2 separate regions of the Hordeum vulgare genome follow, and region 1 is linked to region 2. Evidence: chromatin contacts called from public Hi-C data. All regions are on one chromosome and are shown on one strand. The core of a region is the stretch at or near the end of the contact, and the rest is flanking DNA. Distances in the headings are between cores, read along the strand shown. Region 1 has its middle 15 kb from the start of LOC123397258. Region 2 has its middle 85 kb from the start of LOC123400140.

What was found. A called contact is a pair of places that touch in the nucleus more often than the background predicts.
Region 1: a Hi-C map of leaf shows a contact between it and region 2, with 2.0 times the contacts expected there. The contact joins two enhancer-like sites. A contact is called at or near these places in 2 of 6 Hi-C or Micro-C datasets (leaf and seedling).

The regions. Positions count from the first base shown.
Region 1 is chr5H:148,265,555-148,269,671 of MorexV3_pseudomolecules_assembly, forward strand. No RefSeq gene overlaps it. Among protein-coding and RNA genes, the nearest start is that of LOC123397258, 15 kb to the left of the region's middle. Within about 2 kb of position 2,342, at least 3 of the 3 cell types and tissues checked have open chromatin away from gene starts, as enhancers often do. A contact at or near this core is called in leaf, where this site is marked.
Region 2 is chr5H:147,922,686-147,926,562 of MorexV3_pseudomolecules_assembly, forward strand. No RefSeq gene overlaps it. Among protein-coding and RNA genes, the nearest start is that of LOC123400140, 85 kb to the left of the region's middle. Within about 2 kb of position 1,731, at least 1 of the 3 cell types and tissues checked has open chromatin away from gene starts, as enhancers often do. A contact at or near this core is called in leaf, where this site is marked.

The DNA.
Region 1 (4,117 bases), core at 1,092-3,591, 340 kb after region 2:
ATTAAGCAAATAGTATCAATGATGGGCCTTGCCAGACGAGTTTTATCCCAAAACCAAAATCAAGGGGTCCCCATAACATCGGTACACAAGTAACTACGACGACAAAGATGAAAAAAAACACCAGGCTAGAAGGCCAAGCCTTCCACCTTTACCAAGTATATAGGTGCATGAAATTAAATAGCAACAATATGGTGATATGACAAGGACCCATGTTTTCACATGGAAAGCATCTGCACCTACAGCTAGCAACACTACAAGAAGGCTGAGCAAGCAATAACATAGCCATACAAGGTTTTGCTGGGTTGTGGAGGGGTTAGAGGCTTTTCATGACAATGTTGGGAGGCTTACATTTAAGTGGTAGGTAGCGAGACATAGCGATAGCAACGAAGCACCTAGCATGGCAATGATAGTAGTGGTATCTAGGGAACTGATCATCTTGACTGTGATCCCGCTTAGAAGAAGAACGAATCCGTGAAGCATACGAACCAACGTAGTCGTACGGATCCTCACACTCCAAAGCGGTTTGGAACTCTATCGAGAAGAAGCAATCCGGAACAACAATCAACACACAATAGCACCACACATATACATGACATGATATGCAAGAAATTATGATCCATGTCCATTTAATTTAAGCAGGCATGACAAGGCACAACAATCAAATCCTACATATTAAGTGAAGCTCAATATGCAACGAGTTACATATTGATGAAACTCCACATTTGAATCATTTAATTCACTCCCATTTTTTTACACGGAAATATTAAATGTTTTTAAACATGACAATTGGTGAAGCATAAATAAACTACACTACCTAGACATTTTAAATAAGGTCAGAAACAACATATAGCATTTCCGAAATGACCCAATGTGTTAATTTCAACATTGATCCAGATCTGTACTAAACACATTTTATATACATTAAATAGAAAAATAAAGTAGACCATGTGATTGTACACGCCATGCTAGCCGATTTACATATATAGATCATTTAAAACGGAGCTACAGTTTAAAAGATATGACCAACACCGATAATATGCATGAATGCAAAATGTATGCAAATGATAGTCACAAGAATGTTAAAGGTGGATGCAACAAGTTATTATGACCTACATGAAACTCTAGGAAAGTTTAAATGAGACCGCAACAACGAATAACAATTCCGAGAAGTCCCATGCAAATTAACGTTTCGATACTGTTCTGCCTATAAACAATTTTAGAGTTGTTAAACAGCAAAATAAATGCCACCATGTTATTTTACACATTTTTCTGGTCAAGTTACATATGTGGAACATTTTAATCGAAGCTATGGTTAATTAGTTATGAAATAAATCATTTTAACATGACATCTACGCAAATTTAATTAAACAACAAGTTTAAACATTTTTAACACATGTGAGAGTTTGTTATTGTGAAACTACACAAAATTTTAAGCGTTTTTCATGTATAATTTTTTTAATTTCGATGGACGGTGAATTTTCTATGAATTAAATCATTTCAAACAACCCATTTAAATAACATGGATGAAAGTTGAAATTTTTTAATCTACACGAAATTCTGAACATTTTAAATATTGAAAATATTTTCATCCGATGCATGGTTAATTATTTATTAGAAGTTTAAAAATATGCTTTTTCTGAAATTATTAATGCAGTAGAAATTGGACAAATCCGTTGGGCAGAATAGATCTATTCACGGGCCAAAACTAAGATCTTTTGGTCCAAACTGCACTGTGCGCAATATGGCAAAATAATGCTTGCACGCAGTATAGGGAAATGGCGATCATCCCGTGGGTTGGGCCCGTTCCATGGAGATGGGCTCGGGACGCTGGCTTGGGGAAGCAGCTGGTGGTGGGCTGGCGGGGTCGGAGCATGGCTGGGCCTGGGCGACGCAGCCCACCAACAACTTCGGCCAACGGTGCTGGGGACGGGGCGCTGGAGGGGTGGAACTCCTCGTAACCGGTGATGGCAGGCGGCACGGAGGATGCCGGGCGACGGGCGCAGGAGGTCCGACGGACCCGGGTGCAGCTCGCCAGATCCGGCTGGCGACACCCATCTCCGGCGGCTAGGTGGCGATAGGGACATGATCAGGACGGGGCCATGAGGGAGCTTGAGGCGGCGTGGAGGCAGGCCGATCTGGGGCAAAGGCGAGACCGGCCGGCGGCACGCGGCACGAAACTCTAGCGGCAAGCAGCTGGCTAGGCGGCGGGGCTAGCGAGGCTTGGCGGTACACAGACGGGTGTGGGATGACCGGGGGCGCAGGGCTGCGCATGCTAGCAGCGGCTGGCTGCGGGAACGAGCTCACGTGGGCCTGCATGGGCTCAGGCGGGACTAGCGCGAGGTGGGAGGAGGCTAGAGGCGGCTGAAGCTGGAGGGGCACGAAAATCAAGGGTGGCTAGGGTTTAGGCCAAATTAGGGAGACTAGGGCGTCTATTTATAGCAAATGGGGGTGGGGTTTTTATCTTCGATTTTGACTGTGCGATCATGATCGGATGACTCCGAACGCGAGGGGTGGCTAGGTTGGCTGGTTAGGCTATGTAGAGGCTCATGGGCTGAGATGAGAGGGAAATGGTGCAGCCCGTGACAGAGTTAGTAAAACCGAAAAATGCCAACGAATAAACCGACGATAGTGCCGCTACGGTCCACCATTTCGGTATCAAACAGACTCTGATTGCGATGAAATTTGGCAGGCGGCTGATGTCTACTACGCAACTTTATTTTTGTAGACTATGTTGGGCCTGCAAGTGCAAAATTTTGTAGGATAGTAGCAATTTTCCCTCAAGTGGATGACCTAAGGTTTATGAGTCCGTGGGAGGTGTAGAATGAGATGCTCTCTCTCATACAACCCTGCAATCAAATACAAGAAATCTCCTGTGTCCCCAACACACCCAATACAATGAAAAATTGTATAGGTGCACTAGTTCGGCGAAGAGATGGTAATACAAGTGTAGTAATGATAGTAGATATTGATTTATGTAATATTAACTATAAAAAAATAGCAAGGTAGCAAGTAACAAAAGTGAGCACAAACGTATTGTGATGCTTGAAAACAAGGCCTACGGTCCGTACTTTCACTAGTGCAATCTCTCAACAATGCTAATATAATTGGATCACATTACTACCTCAACGTGCAAGGAAGAATCACTCCAAAGTTCTTATCTAGTGGAGAACATAAATATAAATTTCTTGTAGGGTACGAAACCACCTTAAAGCTATCCTTTCCGCTCAATCTATCCAAGAGTTCGTACTAAGATAATACCAAGTTATCCTTTCTGATCGATCTATTCAAGAGTTCGTACTAAAATAACACCATATGATACACATCAACCAACTCTAATGTCACCTAGATACTCCAATGTCACCACAAGTATTCATGAGTTAATTATACGATATGCATCAAACAATTTCAGATTCATAATACTCAGTCCAACACAAAGAAGCTCAAAGAGTGCCCCAAGATTTCTACCAGAGAAAGTAGGACAAGACCGTGTATCAACCCCTATGCATAGATTACCCCAATGTCACCTCGGGAATCCAAAAGTTCAGTACCAAAAGATATATCAAGTGAATCAATAGAACACCCCATTGTCACCACGGGTATCCACATGCAAGACATATATCAAGTATTATCAAATCCAATATTCAATCCAACATAACGATATCTCAAAGGGAAAGATTCAATTCATCACAACATGATAGCAAGGGAATACAATCATATGATCCGACTATATTAACAAAGCTCGTGATACATCAAGATCGTGCCACCTCAAGAACATGGGAGAGAGAGAGAGAGAGAGAGATTGAACACATAGCTACTGGTACAAACTGTCAGCCCCGAGGATGGACTACTCCCTACTCGTCATGGCCTCCGCTGGGATGATGAAGATGGCGACTCGAGACGATCTACTCTCTCTGGAGGGTACTGTTTTATCTCCAAATTGGTTTTCATCGATACAGAGGACTTGCGGTGAAGGAACTTCTCGTCTAGGTTTATTTCTCATGGTTTCTCTATTTGTAGGAATTTTGGGTGTTGGTTTCACACGAAGGTGGGCCATGAGGCAAGGAACAACCACCAGGATGCGGGTAGAGGGCCTGGCACACCCTGGTGGGTGGTGCCC
Region 2 (3,877 bases), core at 481-2,980:
GTTAAGGCCCGCCTTCGCGACCAGGTCCTCATGTCTGATCTTGGTCCCTTTCGCTATTTTCTTGGGATTGAGATTTCTTCGACCCCTGATGGCTTCTTCATCTCCTAGGAAAAATATATTCATATTCTTCTTGCTCGCTCCGTTCTGGGTGATGAGCGCACTGTTGCGACTTCTATGGAGCTCAACATTCAGCTTCGTGCTTCTGACGGTGATCCTCTTCCTAATCCCACTCGCTATCTCCACCTCGTTCGGAGCCTTGTCTATCTTGCTGTTACGCGTCCTGACATCTTCTATCCTGTCCACATTCTCAGTCAGTTTGTTGCACCCCCACCTCTGTCCACTATAGTCACCTTCTCCGTGTTCTACCATATCTTCGTGGCACGATCTCTCATCGCCTTTTCTTTCCCCGCTCCAGCTCACTCGAGCTCGAGGCCTACTCTGATGCTACGTGGGCTAATGATCCCTCTGATCGCCGCTCGCTATCTGCTTACTGTGTTTTTCTTGGTGTCTCTCTTATTGCCTGGAAGACCAAGAAATAGACTGCACTTTACTGCTCGAGTACCGAGGCTAAGTTGCGTGCGATGGCTATGCTCACGGCTGAGGTGATCTGGTTACGCTGGTTGCTTGAGGACTTTGGTGTGCTTGCTACTACATCGACTCCCTTACTGTCAGACAACACAGGTGCTCTCGGTATCGCACGTGACCCGATGTAGCATGAGCTCACCAAGCACATTGGTGTGGATGCCCACTTTGTGCGTGCTGCAGTGCAGGATCACACTCTCGCTCTTCACTATGTGCCCTCTGAGTTACAGTCGGTAGACTTCTTCATGAAGGTACAGACTCGAGCGCGCCACGGGTTCTTTCTCTCCAAATTTAATGTTGTTGACCCACCATGAGTTTGAGGGGATGTTAGATGTGTATAGTCCCTTTACTGTATGTCCCCATTGTAAGGGTTTCTTGTCTTTTACTACATGTATATGTACTCGCTCTTGGCCTCATGTGAATGTTAGTTGTCCATTCCTAAAAGTAACAATCTGTTGGTTTCATTTATGTTCCACATTTATGAAATGGAACAGGGGAGAGGCCCTCCCCGTTCTTCTAAAAAAAGAGTTAGATTACTCAACTGATACATCAGAAAAACAAGACTACATTTCACTTTTACTTTCTTCATGTAACTCAAAGTTTTTTGTTTGAAGTTTCTGCAAGGCGCACATATGACTAAAATCATCACCTTCTCGTTTGCATATTTTTCCATTCAAAATATCCCCTCTATAAACAAAATGTAAAATGTTTTAGTGACTTGAACAAATCTCCAAAATCTCTTATATTTATTTACGGAGGCTGTGCTCTCTCCATCCTAAAATAAATGTCTGAACATTATATTAATTTTAGTAGTATTAAGCTTGAAATATTTATTTTGAGACGAAGAAAGTACCATTTTAACACTATTTAAAATAAAGGGCTCACTGTCCCTGGCCTCTTTACATGTCAATTGTTCTTGTAATTTCCCATCTGTCCTTGTGTGTCGGCAGCTTACTTAGGATGGTAGTGAGACTGGTGTCTGTGCTCGGGGAAGGAAAGCCGCTGATCTTGACCCCTCGAATCCAAACATAATTAGCTTGTCTTTTATTATCAGTAACCAATCCACAGCCATCATCCGCCGACTGAAATGGTCGAAGAGGTCCCTGAAGGACAAGGCCACCGCAACAGCCACGCGAAAAGGGTGAGTGGGTCTGGCTGCATCAACTCAACTCCTTGTCAGAATCCCCTGTTGTTGCAACCTTCACACTCACTCATTATCCATGGCCCATGTTTTTAATATTAAATTCTTTTTTGTAATATAATATGATATTCGTGTGTTGGGTGGCATGTAGGTCTCTTTGCGGGACCGGGTCAACTCTGCGAAAATGACTAAAGGAGCTCGAGCTCCATAAAGCCCTTTATTTTGAAACTTCAGTTAAGTTTAAAAGTTCTGTTTTTTTACAAATATACATGTGGATGTATACTATTTCTCTGAGAAGTTTCATGATGAAATACTTTTCTATGCAAGCTCATAAAAGTGATGAAATCACATATTTCTAGCACATGTGCTACTCACAGTTAAATTACATGATCCTTTTTGCATATGTGACATAAAAACATATTTCATGATGAAATTTTACACACATCTAATATAAATCTACAAGTACTTATGTATTTTTTATTCATCTTTTTAAAACTTAAAAAGTTGGCTTTATGGAGCCGGAGCACAAAAAATCCGCTCTCTTTTTATATAACCAAGTAACACCCAGGACAACCTAGACGCTCACGACGGAGATGCAATTTACTCTAACATTGAGGACAGCCAAGACGCTCATGACGGAGATGCAAGTTGCTCTAAATGCCTGTTCGGCCACTCTCCACTCCGCGGAGCGAGCGGAGCTGGCTTTGACCAGCTCCAGAAATTGTAACCGGACTCCGCTCTGCTCCAGCACGGAGTCGCGGAGCGGAGGGAATCCGAACGCTGCCTAAGACTCACGGCAGAGATGCTCACGGTCCGCCTTAGTTTTACTGGAGCCGGAGTCTTTAGTTCTCATTTTCTTCAACCACAATTCAGTTTGAGCGCCGCAATCACCCAACTAACAAGTTAATGTTGTATAAAAACACAAACACCTTGGAAATTGACATAAACATCCTGGACAACAAAAAATTAAGCAATTAGATCATCTCTAACATAGACTGGCGTCACAAGCACAACATCCCGTATTTGGGCGTCACAAGCACAACATCCCGTATTTGTCCGCAAACCAGTGTACGTGCCCATTTTCTCACAAATTGAAAGCAAATCAGGGGGCTTTCCGGAAGTCCGAACACTCACCATGTAGGACTCCGTCACCCTCGCCCCCCCCCAAAACAGAGGCGGACCGCACGCATTTGGAGCTGGCCACACTATTTCGCGAAAAAAAATCCCTCCTTCTCAACCCTCTCCTCTACCACCTCACCGCTCTCCACTGCGATTCCCACCTTTTTCGCCGTCGCATGGACCCGTACGAAAAGATGCCGGAGATGCCGATGACGGAGGATATGGAATCAATTTGGCGACACTGCAAGCCCTGCTCCTCAAACAGAAGGCAAAGGAGGCACCACTGAAAATAAGGGCGACAGATGTGAAGGGGCGAGCATGGTGGGGGGGGAGGGGGGATGGGACGCGGGGTGATGCTGTTGTCGACTTCCATGCACATGTTGTTCTCGTCAAACCAATACAAGCCTCCCTACTTCTATGTTGCCCAATAGCTCGATAGGAAGTCCCTCACATCCGTTGTCGGGCACATGTCGTATTGTGTCAACGTCAACACAGCGTCGTTCCTTATCTTCGAGTCTGCATTGCAAAACTTATGTTGTCACAGACGACGGGCGTGCAGTAGCTCGGTGCTTGCTCTCTATTCATGGGTACGTCTCAATCGGACAAGCTGGCGTACGACGCCGTGGACATGGAAATGATGGACATGATCCATGATGGAGGAGGGGGGAGGTGTAGGCTGCTTTGAGTATGGGTAGGTGGATGACTCAAAGCTCGAGGTGCATGCCTAGCAGTCGGGCACATACACTGGCCATCCGGAATTGAACGGTTACTTAGACCTTGATCAATTCAAATTTGTGACCGACCGAAAGAAGAGGGGTAGAGGAGAAAGTTTTGACATGCATGAGAATGGGTTATTGTGTGATACATGATTCGCTACTAGCATCAATACGAGCCATGGAATGAGCAAAAGGGCACAAAAATTTGTGCCAACATTCATACTTGGCTCTATGAGCACAAGAATTTCGAGCCCTGCCCATGTTGGCCTCATCCGCAATCGCGAGACAAAGTCGCTCGATACACCATTCAAGAAACACA